2 separate regions of the Rattus norvegicus genome follow, and region 1 is linked to region 2. A link is a contact called in public Hi-C data. All regions are on one chromosome and are shown on one strand. The core of a region is the stretch at or near the end of the contact, and the rest is flanking DNA. Distances in the headings are between cores, read along the strand shown.

The links. Hi-C and Micro-C count contacts between places; a contact is called where the count stands out from the background.
Region 1: a Hi-C map of frontal cortex shows a contact between it and region 2, with 2.3 times the contacts expected there. The contact joins the enhancer-like site here to the promoter of Erich3 in region 2. A contact is called at or near these places in 2 of 12 Hi-C or Micro-C datasets (frontal cortex and prefrontal cortex).

The regions. Positions count from the first base shown.
Region 1 is chr2:246,416,184-246,422,411 of GRCr8, forward strand. The region is part of intron 23 of Tnni3k (TNNI3 interacting kinase); the gene reads right to left. Among named protein-coding and RNA genes, the nearest start is that of Lrrc53, 22 kb to the right of the region's middle. Within about 2 kb of position 2,913, at least 38 of the 93 cell types and tissues checked have an H3K27ac peak or open chromatin away from gene starts, as enhancers often do. A contact at or near this core is called in prefrontal cortex, where this site is marked.
Region 2 is chr2:246,273,934-246,281,029 of GRCr8, forward strand. Erich3 (glutamate-rich 3) reads left to right here and starts at 1,505. Exons shown (of 14, transcript XM_017591360.3): 1 at 1,505-2,002. The coding sequence starts at 1,980.

The DNA of each region.
Region 1 (6,228 bases), core at 1,663-4,162, 140 kb after region 2:
GACAGGCCAGACTGAAATGGAAAGGGTTTGAAACTCTCCAAACTCTTTGAGCAAGTGGAACATTGATCTCCACAAATCATCTGAAACACCCTAAGGGAGGTTAAAAATTAGAAGCGATGTATGTGTTTGTTTTTGTTTTAAGTGAGTGTACACCAAACCACTGGGACTGTTGCTTCCCCGTACACTGGCAGAACTTTGCTCCTCCCTCTGTGCATTCCGTTCTGTCAGATCCTGAATAACAGAGTAGCATGGTGTTGCCAGGTGCCTTGCCCTCCTGACGTTCTCTGTAGACCTGTAGGGTTCATAGCCCTCTTCTGTTTGATGTTCTGTGACAGCTCTTTGAGTCCTGGGCAGCCCAGGGCTCGACACTTCTTGCTGATCACACCACTGCTCCGGCCTTCTGTTTTGGCAGAAACATGACTAGATTTGGTAAGAAGTGCTTCGTGGCTTTTTCACAGCTTGATCTTGATGGCCACTTTCATAGTGAAACCTTAATACTTGGCAAACCAGAAAGCCGACCCCTTCCAAGCAGCAGCTAACTCTGTGTCCTTGGTCTTTGGGGCCTGGCACTGAGCTCATGTTTGCAAAATGACTTTGGTTGGACTGAGCTTCTGGAGATTTGTCCAGCTTCTTCTCTCAGCAGAATTTCTGTGTGTAGGTCAAACAGTGGGTTAGCATTGTGGTGTCAATTCAGGCTGAACCGGGTTTTTAATTCCAGCATCTCCACAGCCTATGGGGGACCTTCCCAGACCTCACTTTTCTCCTCCACACCACAAGGAAAATAAGATCCCTGCCTCTGTGAGGATTATGCCAGATGATGTAAGTGCAAAGGGCTTAGAAGAAAGCCTGAGACACAGTGTGTGTGTTCAGTAAGCATCACCATAACACACCTACAGGGTATTATATCGTAACACATACTAGGTGCGCTGTAAACACCAGCTATCTTCAGGGTGAGTCTTCGCAGCCACCCTATGTATAACCACAAGCCACAGCCCTTTCTGTACCCAGCTTCCTCCCGTTGCTTCAGAATACTACATGATTCATTCATTTGTCAGGGTTGCTTTGTTTTGTTTTGTTTCTGAGACAGAGTCATAAGCAGTTCAGGCTGGCTTCCAACTCCTCATGTAAATGAGGATGATCTGAACTCCTAATCCTCCTGCCCCTACCTCTCTAGTGCTGGGGTTGCAGCCTTACATCCACATGCCTAGTTTATGGTGGTGCATGCCAGGCTGGGTATCCTGGTGCTGGGAATCAAATCTTGGTGTCCTGTATGACAAGAGCACCCTATCAGTGCAGCTGCCTCTACAACCTACATAGTTTATTTATATCACTCCACTCAACACCTGAATTAAATCTTTATAGGGCACTCAATGACTGATGTATTTGATGTCATGTGAGTATCCTAGAATTGTAAACCCTTGATAAGTTGTGATTATTACTATTATTATTACTATTATTGCTAAGTAAATGAATTAAGGAATAATCATAGCACAGAACAAAAATAAGTGGGAGCTCTTTTATGAGGTCCACTCAGAGACTACTTTGCTGTCATTTGCTCACATGTTTTCTTGCCATTATTTCTGAAAAAGAAAAGATTCTGTGCCCATCTTACAGAAAGTTCCCAGTTAGTCCAGACCCAGCAAAGCTGGTCACATATCAAAGCAAGATGGAGTCCTTAGAGGTGAGGAACAGAAGATCTTCTAGTAGTCAGTAAAAGAGCAAGGGTCTTTTGAATCCGTAGGTCCACAGGGACCTTCTTTCCTTGTGTTACCCAAACTGGTACAAGCAGGCTGGAGCAGTCACAATAGATGTCATAATCAATATGACATTACTGTCACCACTCCACAGATGCTCTGCTAATATAATATTGACTGTGTATTTTAAAGATGTTTCCTGTTGAGGAAATCACTAGAGGCTTGGGGGATACAAAACTACATGGTTGTGTGTGGCCAACCATCATGGTAACGAGGCTGCTGCCAACATTTGGGCACACTTATTGGTTGAATGCAGCAGGCACACCTCACCCAGACCTTTGCAATGAACCATGGCTTGTGCAGTTTCCCTCTTCTTTATGTATGTGGCATCGGGGATGTAGAGAACCACAGAAATCACATGCAGAACTAACTCCTTGCCTTTGTACATCCACAGGATTCACGAACATTTCAACTAGGATCACGTGTGTGAGGCGTTTTGAAATCATTAACACTGATTCTACCTCGTATCCCTTAATTTTCCTAGCAGAAATGGGGCAAGGTATTTATGTATTTATGATTATTTTTACCATGAGGGAACATGACAAGAACGAACCATGTCACATGCCTGAGGTCACCTGGCTTAAGTCGAGACAGGAGAGAAACTTCAGTATGATTCATCCTTGAGTAGCTCCAAAGGATGCTAGGCTACAGGAAGCCATGTGGAGGGCTGTAGGGGAGGTCTGGGGTCCTTGTACTCATTATTAATCTGGGTCTTCAGATTCTAGTCTGGAAGTCAGACAGCTGAACCTCTGGACGTGGGCTTGCACAGTCTGTGCATGATGTAGGCTTTTATTTTATGTGTCTGAGCCTAATTCTGAATCCCCTCTATAGTTTCTTCCAACCCCACTGGTTTAGAATCTGTGGTTCAGCGACTGAGACGCGAACCTTTTGGAGCGCTCTGAAAGACTGACTCCATCATGCAGCTGTGTGAGGCGCAGCACCCTCCGGATGTGTCTGCACTCTGTGGAGGGAGAAGTCACGAATCTCTTACTGTAGACATCCCCATCCATCTCTCAGGAAGCGTACCTCTCTGTCTTCTAATGTGAGACCTGGATGTGAAAGGAAGTGGTGTCTGGGGACTGGTAATCGGAGCTGTGGCGTGTTCCCATAGGAACGCTAGGCCCTCACTTCCTTCCTTTGTTTATGCAGGCTCGGCAGCAGCTGCTGCCTTTGGATTCTGGCTCCAGCAAGCGGAGGCAGCAGATCCAAGCGCAGAACCACCCTGACCGTCTCTCTTTGAAGCTCTTGAGTCTTCAGCCTTCTATTTGTGTCTGGCTCTGATTCATCATGGGCCTGAATGCTTCACCTGCTATATCAAGTTTCCAATAGCGCTTGAAACAGATTTCATCAAAAAAAAAAAAAAAAAAAAAAAGGAACAAACACTGTCCAGCAAATCTCAGCGCGGGGGATTTGAGGGGAGAAGGATAGGGAATGAGGCCGATGGCAATTATTTGCGGTCTTCGATTGCTGGCGAATATTGATATACATATGTCCTTCATTTCATTTTGTTTCTGTTCTACCAGGGTATCAGCCACCTGCTTGGAAGATTAACAATGGCTGGATGCAGACCCAGGGCTTTGAAGAAGTTATTATTCATATTAGGACTGGCATTATGAATAGGATAGTGTGGATTTTCTTTAAAAAGCAATTCTTACTTATTCTCGGAGATCAAAGCACTTCACACTCAAGCAGGAAGAGCTAAAGACGTAGACTCACTCAGTTGCTACAGATTCCTTCATCAGTGCCTCTGCTCCCTTATTATAAAAATCCATCATGCTTTGCTGAAAATGGCCTGCTCACACTGTGAGGACAGATACCTGGTGCATCCTGCCGATCCCTTGGCCTTAAAAACATTGGGGTTTCAGCAATAACTTTCTAGACAGAAGAAGGAGCAGGGGAAGTGAAGAAGGGGTTGTAGAAATGGTAGCATGTGGGTACTGTGGGGATGGCTTCGATGGTAAAGGTTTGCCTTGCAAACAAGAGAGCCTGAGTTCTCTCCCCAGGACAGGGCACGCTATACATTTGTCATCCCGGCAGTTAGCGGCGTAAGCAAGAGAATCAGGGCAACCCTTGTCTGCATCGGAAGCTTGAGGGCAGCCTGGGCTACATGAGACTAAGAAGCAATCAAAATAAAGCAAAAGGCTTTATTAACTGTAGCTCGCAGTTACAGGGAGTGAACGCTGGCGGGGTTAGGGGTGGGGAGAAGGGATAGAAATAGCAGGGAGAGAAATACCAGAGATGTAGAGATTCTGGAAGTCTCTATTCACGCTTAATCATTCTTCTGGCCACCGTAACCACCAGGGGATCACTCAGCAGCTCCTTTTACCTCACTTGGTCACAACACTCCTGTGTACCCCACAGTACACTATCTTTCTGGTTCTTGTTCCACTAGCTGGCACTACCAGATTGGCTGTCTTTCCTCAAGACCTGTACACGCTTCTGCCAGACTCACTTTCTTAATCCAGTTTGTACCTAACCCCAACTTGAAGCTGTGGGAAAAAGTCAGGTCTTAATCTTAGTGTTGCTTTCCTGGATGTTGCTTCATTTCCTTAGTGTTGCTACCCTGGTTCTCAGGGAGGAGTTCCTGGATTTGCCTCAGTGCCCTGTGAGCAGTCTGGAAAAGCAGTTTCTAGGACCATCATCCTACCAGGCCCGAGACCCAGGACGTGGGTCCAGTAACCTGTGCCACAAGAGGCCTCTGGGTGATTCCACCCCCTTCCTATTTCGACAGCTACTAGGTCTGTTGAAAACTATGACCTCTGGTTCCAGATAGTTGAATTTCAAACATGAGTTTCTCATGTTGTAGCCAACGCTCAAGTTCTCTTCACACATGCTGGGTATGTTTTTCACATGAATCACTTTAGGGAACTGAGCACAGCGAATCTGGAGGAACGGCTGATCGCCAAGCCTGTCTGTGGAGTCTTAACCATAGGCCACCACTGCTAACTCTCCTTACCAACCACCTACTTACACAAGCCCATTCTTGCAGCTTGCTCTGCAGACCCTCTTTCCACTCCCCGGGCATTCCTGTGCCCCTGGCACTGCGCCTTGATCACCTATGGGCTCAAGTGCTCGATGTGTGTTAGTGAGGGTAGATGCCAGAAAATTCTCGACAGTAATTAAGCATCCTGGGGAAGAAGCTCTGTAGGAATCGGGTTGCATGAAAATCCTAATGGAAGTTAATGAGGCATCGACTTACTCTCTGACCTGGGAAAATAGGATAATTCAGCTCTTTTATTCCCGTCTGTAAAATGGGATTAATGTTATTAACCCCCTTAAAAGGAATTAGACCTGCAGATAGAGGACACATTAAAAATTACCCACAGGTATGGAAATGATCTCCCCGACAGATAATGAGTGACTCCTGCCGTGAGGGGCAGAAGGGGAGGCAGGCTGTTCATAGTCTCCACCATGAGAGCTGAGATGATCGTGGTCTTAGGTTTTGAATCACTATAGCATTTTCTTGCTATTCATGGGGACACATGCGGTCAACACTAGCTTCTGGACCTCCGTTGGATTTTGACAGAGGTTTATGAAGAAGTGGTACCTATTGTAGACTTAAAAGTTAGCAATTCTATTTTGGAGAACTGGCAACATGGACATTTTATCTATGTAGAATGCAGTGACCCTGAGGAAGGCCACTGCGTGTAGGTAGAACATGCTGACCTCAAGTAAAGCCACTTCAAATATGCATAAAACACTGACCTTGAGTAAGGCCACTTCAAATATGTAGACCATGCTGACCCAGAGTAAAGCCACACTGAGCCTGAATAGTTCTAAGTAAGTGGCCTTGACTGGCCAGGGATAGGTCAAGGGACAACTGACCATATGGATGTAGAATCACACGCACTGGAGGGGTGTGGTGTTCACAGTGGAGATAGAAGCTATGCCATGCCTAGTTTGGGTAGACTGTTTCTTTAGTAACAGGCTATGCTACCCACCATTGCTAACTACTTTCTCACTCAAGTTACAAGCAGAATTTCCTATGCTGTCCTGAAAAATAGCACCCATCAGCTCTGGCTTTAGACAGACTGGGTTACCTTTGACTCACCTGTCTACTCCCTGTGGTCTGTTTCCTAACTGTTCTGACCTGCTCTCCAACCTTAGAAAGGAATAAGGCTCAGTTGTAGAGAGCTTGTACAGCACGTTCAGGGCCCTAGATTTGTTCTTCTCCACTGGCGAAAGAGACGCACACACATAGAGATCTACAGACAGACAGACAGACAGACAGATAGATACACACAACACATTGATAGATGACAGAAAGAAAGCTAGATAGATGCACGTATAGATAGATGATAGATACATGATAGACAGATGGTAGATTGATGATAGATGATAAATAGGTAGATGATAGATTGATAATGATAGATAGATAGATAGATAGATAGATAGATAGATAGATAGATTATAGATAGATAGATAGAACATGTCCCTGGCAGGTGGCTGAGAATACGTGGTTGGAGTGTGTGTA
Region 2 (7,096 bases), core at 255-2,754:
CTTTGTTCCTCTGCTTAGAGGCCAATGTGGACTTTGGGAATAATGTCTGAGTCCCTGTGTCTCTGCATAGGCTGAGGAAGCATCTACAGGGCATTCAGTAAAAACCATGCAGTTTAGAAGATCGTCCTTCCCCTTTGTTTTTGCTCTGAACATTTGCTGACCTGCTACTTTGCTTCCAAAGACAGAATAAAAAGTAAATATGCAAAATGGAAGGTCTTACCCTCAGCTAAGAAAGATAGAGAAGAGTCAGATATGGTCAGCAATGCCTGTGTATGTGAGGATGGGGGTGGGGGGAGGGGTATGAAGGGAGGAAGAGGAGAGGAGAGAGGAGAGAGGGAGGAGGAGGGGGAGGGAGAGGCAGAGAGAGGGGGGTGAGGGAGGGAGAGAGGGATCGGGAGGAAGGAGGGAGGAAGGAGGAAGAGAGAGAGAGAGAGAGAGAGAGAGAGAGAGAGAGAGAATGAGAATCAGCCAGCTGGGGTGCTGTTTCTGAAGACTGTGGAGCCTCTAGGAGGTTAGGCTTGGTGGGCAGAGAATGGGTCACTGCCTGCACCTTTGAATGGATCTGCTGAAGCCCCATTCTCTGCTTCCTGGTTTGCCTATAAGTGAAAATCATAACACCATGGTGTCACTGGTACAGCCCAGGCCACTGCTACACCTGCTCACATTGGCAGACTGACCCCTCTGAGACTGTCAACTCTTTTGTCTCTCCTTCAGTTGTTTCCCTAGCATATTTTGTCTGGGAAACAAGGAAGTCATGAATACAGAGCTCACTGGCAAAGCTGAGGATGTTAAAGAAAACAGTGTTCAACCTGAGTACCAAAGGACAGATAGAAACTCTGTCCAAGTAGTCAAGAGTGGGGTTATAGTCTCACGGCAGGGATGGGGGAAGATTCTGCTTTTGCTAGAACTTAAGGTGGGGTAGGTGAAGGAGGTGTCACAGTGACTCTGAGGAATGAAGATGCCAAAGAGGCTGACTGGCTTTTCATGCTCAGCAGACTTTTGCAATATGAGAAAAAGCAGAATGTAAACGGAGAAGACGATGGCTTTCCCACCTCCGAGTGTGGGAGAACTAGAGGAGAGCTGATATAGACACCCAGAGGTAGCTCAGCCACTGTCACTGTGTCCTGCCATCACAAAAGTCGCCAGACAAGTCCATGATTCAGCAGATATCTGACAAAGCAAGACCAACAATCCTTCATCTCAGCCCAGGATGGAGCTTGCTTCCTACCAACGCTCCTTCCCCTTAAACTAGTCTTCTGCAGGGTTTCAATCCGCAGTTGCCTAGCCTTTACTCCCGTCGACCCTCTCAACATGGGGAGGCAAGGGGACCTGGGGCCTAAAGATGGGGATTTCCAGGGAGGAAGAAAGCTGGTGGTCTAAGATTTCTATGCTTTGCAGCTATAGAAACAAAAGCTGCGACCCATAAAGAGGGAAACTGCATCTTTAATGCTGTTGCGTCCTGGGTCTGTTTTTAGGAGCAGAAACCAAGGCACCCGATTGTGGCTTTTCCGGGCTTTCTGCGAGCAGAATCCAGTTAGGGGCCTAGCTAGAAGTTGAGCCAGAAAGGGTCCTCTGTGTGTGTGTGTGTGTGTGTGTGTGTGTGTGTGTGTGTGTGTGTGTTTTCTTCATGGTTTAGGTGCCTGGGGAACGGTAACCCCAGAGTAACTAAGCTGCAGCCTGCTGGATCTCCTCCCATATCGGCCCAGTAAGCAGGGTGGAAGCTGGCTTCCTTTCCAGCTTGCCTAGGCTTGGTTCCAGCAGCACCGCTGCTTCTCCCAGCCCTAGGTGCTCGCCTTCCCTCCTCCCTTAGCAACTGGGAGTCTGTGGACGCCATCAAGTAGCAACCGGGAGGCTGCAGGGAGCCCGGGTGAGGAAGGGCGGAGCCCAGCCCAGGTGCCCCGAATCCCCGCCACTGCAGCGCAAAGCCACCGCTAGCCGCATCTGCACCTGCAGCGGGGTCCGAAAAGGATTCTGCAAAAATGAGCCATTCTCACCCCGCTGGGTAAGTGACAACTGGCTTTGCCTAGCTGTGGCAGGTGGCGGCTCCAGCCAGCGGCTCTCTTCCTCCTCCCTCCTGCTGCGGAGCTCTGGGAGGGGGAGGGAGAACTGGGGAGAGAAAAAAAAAAAAAAAACATACACAGATTCTAGGTTGCAGGAGGATGGCAGAAATCCCAGGCGTCCTATCTCCTCCCTACCCATCCTCACTTCTTCATAACATTCACCACTCTTGAAATTCTCAGCCTGGAAAGACAGGAAAGACAGGAAAAATGGATGTGAAAATCGCGTACAATACGCAGGGACGGATATCAGCTGGGATGAATGTCCCTCAGTCTGGAACAAAAGTGTTTAAATGCTAAAGTAGAAGTTACTGAGATACGCATTTGTTGGGAGATTCAAGACAGAGATAAATTCTCTCTCTGGCCTGCATACAAAGGAAAGGTCGTTTATTTGTCTAGGAAGGCCTCCTTGTAGGAGGGAGGCACCTTATGTCAGAATGTATCTTCCCAGTTGCAGAGGCACCATAATGTGTTCTTTCGAACCACCCGGGCCCAGGAAAGTGGTATGTCCGGAAAGATCAAGGAACGAGGTGCCCACACAGGCAGACAGCGTCTGTGGATATGGTGACTCCTCAGAAGGCATATTAGCCATATTCCATACATAAGAGACACTGATCAATCTTTGTTGGTTATTACACAAATCCACCTGCCTTTTGAATTAAGTGTGCAACACACATTAGGTCAGCTTTTGTTACCATGTATCTAGCCAACAGAACACCCCCCTCCCTTCTCTGGTTTTGCAAGTTAATTTGAAGATGCCTTTCAGTTTCCTTTTTTTACATGTTAAGGAGCAGAGGATTGGCACAGGGCATCCTCTTTAGGATCGTTTGAGGTTGGTGGTGTCTGAGACAACACATTCATTATTGCTCTCAGGATCTTCAGTCAAACCTGAAGATTTCACTTTTTAACCGGTTCTCCCAGGGAGAGGACAAGAAATAGTAATGTTTGAACGTCCAGAGTCCTGTAAGGTGTCCTGCTGGAAGGGAAGGTGGGTTCAGAACATTTTGGAAAGTGAGGGCACCTATGCTAAATTGAATTTTGGTGCTTTAATGATTTGCTGCTGAGTTTCTGAGCAATTGTTGTTGGCCATGGGTCCCTTGGGATGGGAATAATATGTTTTCTGCAGATGCTGTTGGCACTTTGTCTGAATCCAGGAAAATGAATGTGTCAGTCACGGTCTCTTCCTATGTTTGTCAAGTTTTTGGCTAAGTTAGAACCCGGTTGTTCCATTTAATCATTTATGTGAAAATACAGGCAGACCTGCAGTTGCTTATTAAACTGTGCCAAGATTAAGATTTCAGAAACCGAAGTCAAAATTTTCTGAAGCTCCATTAGTTCTGAGCACATGGGGGAAGGGGACGGGATAAACGTGTACGCTCTGCAGTACTGTTCAAGGGTGATGTGGGCTCGGCCCACACATCCTGCACTAAGAGGCAAAGCTTCTTCAAATATCAGCTCCATGCCTTATATGACATGTTTCTCTGTATCTAGGACTGTCCAGGGTAAGGGGGAGCTCAAGAATCGCTGGTTGAATGAGTGGTGCTGGATGATAGGGCATGCGGTCACCAAAGGAAAAAAAAATCCCTTTTAGAGCAGACATTAAATACTTAGGTGAGCCAGGTTCCATTCTGGTGTAGACACGAGAAACCTCCCTGATTGCGCATTCAGAGGCTCTAACGACTGAGATCTCTACAGACACGAAGATTAGGATTGGGAGGTTTCTAAAGGTGCTACAGTTTGGAAGGGCCAGGGCCGAAACATAAAGCCAGCATCTCTGGTCAGCTTGGACCCCTCATCATCCCACTCAATAGTCTAATAGACCTGAGCACGGATGTGCAGAGAACTCGCTCAGATCATGTCAACATCTGCTGAATCACAGACATTGTGACCAGATATTACTATAGAGGGTGGCTATATTAAATTTTTTAATAGTGCCGGTGTAAGTGTGCTGTGACTAGTTTATAAAAATAATACGCGGGCTGCAGGGCTTTAAATCCCATCACTTGAAAAGCAGAACTGGGCAGGTCTCTATGATCTCAAGACAAATGCTGTGGACATAATGAGCTCCAGGCCAGCCAAGGCTACACGGTCACAAGGGAATAAACAAACAAGCAGAAACGATGGGCAGAGATGAATTTAGTCTACATGCCTTAAACCTCACCCAATGACAAAAGCATTCAAATGGATAAAAGTCTCCCTCCAACACCCCCCTCAAATAAAAGGGGTAATTATTTCTCTTGTTTATGCTACCATTTGGAAATAGTAAAAGTTTGAGTAGCAAATAAAAGGCTTCATCAAAGCAGAATGCCTTCTTCGTCCTGACTGAGGCAGTTGGTAATTATCCCATCTTAAAGATAAAATAAAGTGCAGTTTTGCAATAAACCCGGCAGCGTGCGTCTGAACTTCCTCCTGCTGTAGAGCTGTATAGTAGCGGCCAATGCCGTCTTCTGGCTCCCCCACCCCCACCCCCGAGTTGCTCATCATCAAACACTGGATCTCAAAAGCACACAGGCCCCTGTTGCAGGCTTTGTTCAGATGGAGTTTGGGAGTAAAATCAAAATGGTCCTAGAAAGTCTTCCAAAGATAACAGAGACTTCAAGGTTCAGCTGCCTCTCCTTTTGGTGCCAACTATGAGACACCATTGCCAGTTCTACTGTCTGAAATAAAAGTCGTTTTGTTTTTTTTAGAGTGAACAGGTCCAATTCACAGTCCCTCCAGTTTACTGGGTCCCACCCACTTCGCTGTTTGTGCATGGGTTTGCTGGGCACTCTGCCTCCGGACGCAATGGGGAATGGGGACTCTTCCATCGGCCGGCTTAGAATAAAACCATATAGCCCTTTCTTCGTGCCCATCACTGAATCCACCGGGGTTTGGCTCCCCATCTGAGAGACCCACTTGACTGAGAAGAGCCATCAAATATACATCTTTGAGTTAAGAGGAGGGAAAAGTTAGACTCCATGACAAGGAAAAATGCAGAAGACGTAGCTTTGAAGTGTTGTACTCTCTGATAATTCTGTATACCATCAGTTGTGCACCTTCAGAGAGTAGGTACATTCCCTGGTGATGCTGTAATCCACCATAGATGTGTCCTGCTGTAATCCACCATAGATGTGTCCTGCTGTAATCTACCATAGATGTGTCCCGCTGTAATCCACCATAGATGATGTGTCCCACTGTAATCCACCATAGATGTGCCCCGCTGTAATCCACCATAGATGTGTCCTGCTGTAATCCACCATAGATGTGTCCTGCTGTAATCTACCATAGATGTGTCCCGCTGTAATCCACCATAGATGTGTCCTGCTGTAATCTACCATAGATGTGTCCCGCTGTAATCCACCATAGATGATGTGTCCCACTGTAATCCACCATAGATGTGCCCCGCTGTAATCCACCATAGATGTGTCCTGCTGTAATCCACCATAGATGTGTCCCACTGTAATCCACCATAGATGATGTGTCCCACTGTAATCCACCATAGATGTATCCATTACATGCTTGAGCAGCCTTTGGGGTCTTTCCCATCAACCTGAATAACCCAGCCCTCCTCAGAAGATTCTAGTTCACTGCTCATGCCTGTCCCTCAAATCATCTCTTTGATGCAGAATTTCAGAGTTGGCTATTTTTAAATATTTGAATGTGTTTGGCAGTTTTCCCGATGGCCAACATTGCTACCTTGAGGAAGCAAGTTGGTCCCAGTTGATGGTTGGGTTTAACAGGTAGGTGCACTAGTCCTGGCTTGTCCTCTGATCGTCTATGCTACAGGTCTCTTCTTTTCTTTCTTTTTTTCTTTTTTCTTTTTCTTTTTTTTAGTATAGATGCCATGACTCTACCTTACATGGAAAAAGCCCATTCATACAAAGAGATGGAAAGGGAGGGGTGTTTGTTTTGGTAATAATAATGCTTAGAATTCCTTCAGGGCTGACTATCAAAACCTCAGTCACCCGTCACCAGAAATATTCCTTCTAATGGCTCCCCAGAGAGTTCAGCTGCTTCTGATGCAATGGGTTGGAAGCTATTGGCTTTCTAATCAGACTTGTTGCCCAGCACGGAAGGTGTTTGATGTAGCAACATCTAGACTATACCTCAGATTGTCCCTTCACACTTCTGCTTTCCTAAGCTCCATGTTCCCCAGTGGGGTACCAGAGAGTGAGGGGCACCTCCGTTTCATGGAAGCAGAAGGGTGTTTATAATTTATAGTGGGGCAGGTGTGAGGGCGTAGGAATCAGTATTACTGAAAAGGCATTTTACAGAAGTTTCCTTTTAAAGAAGCACAGGAGGAAGTTAAGGAGTAGACGTCCGTTGAAGCTAGCCTTCTCGAGTGTCTTCAGGAAAGTCTTTTATGGCATCCTGGGACTGTGTGAATCCAAGTTTGCAAACTGGTTTAGAGACCAGGGCCACCCTGCTCCTTTCTGTTCTCTGAGCCTCTGCTTGGGAAGACAGAACAGAGAGACTGAGTGTTCTTCAGGATATTTGGACAGAAAGGGAAGGTAGAGCCTTTCTGACAGGACTCTTAACACAGCACCCAATTAATCTAATCCTGAGGGAGCATGTGTATCTTTAAGCCTTCAAATTTGTAAGTGAACAGCGTGATTCGAATGATCTTTGGCTTTAGGTGAATAATTCTGTTGGTGTTAGGATTTTAGGGTTCTGGAAAGTCATTTCTCTTGAAAACCTCAAACACTGTAGTTAGTTTCCAGTCTTCTGCGACTCATTTCGATACAGACCAAGACATATGGTATGGAGTGAGAACCATGGGCTCCTTGAGCATCTTAACCCCACTGCACAGATTACAGAATACTACACTGTATGTGACGATTTCATAAATACCAAGTTTAAAGGGAAACTCTCACATTTAAGTGGCACTAAAATCAGCACAAAGAAGTAGAACACACACTACAGCATCCCAAGTTCTGGGAGTGTCATTTTTCTTCAGATTGTAAATTCCCAAATGGTTTGACTGTGTGCATAATGTACTACAAATAGCAGAACAGTTGGCTAACTCAAGGAAAACTCTCAACTAGCAAGGATGTATAGTG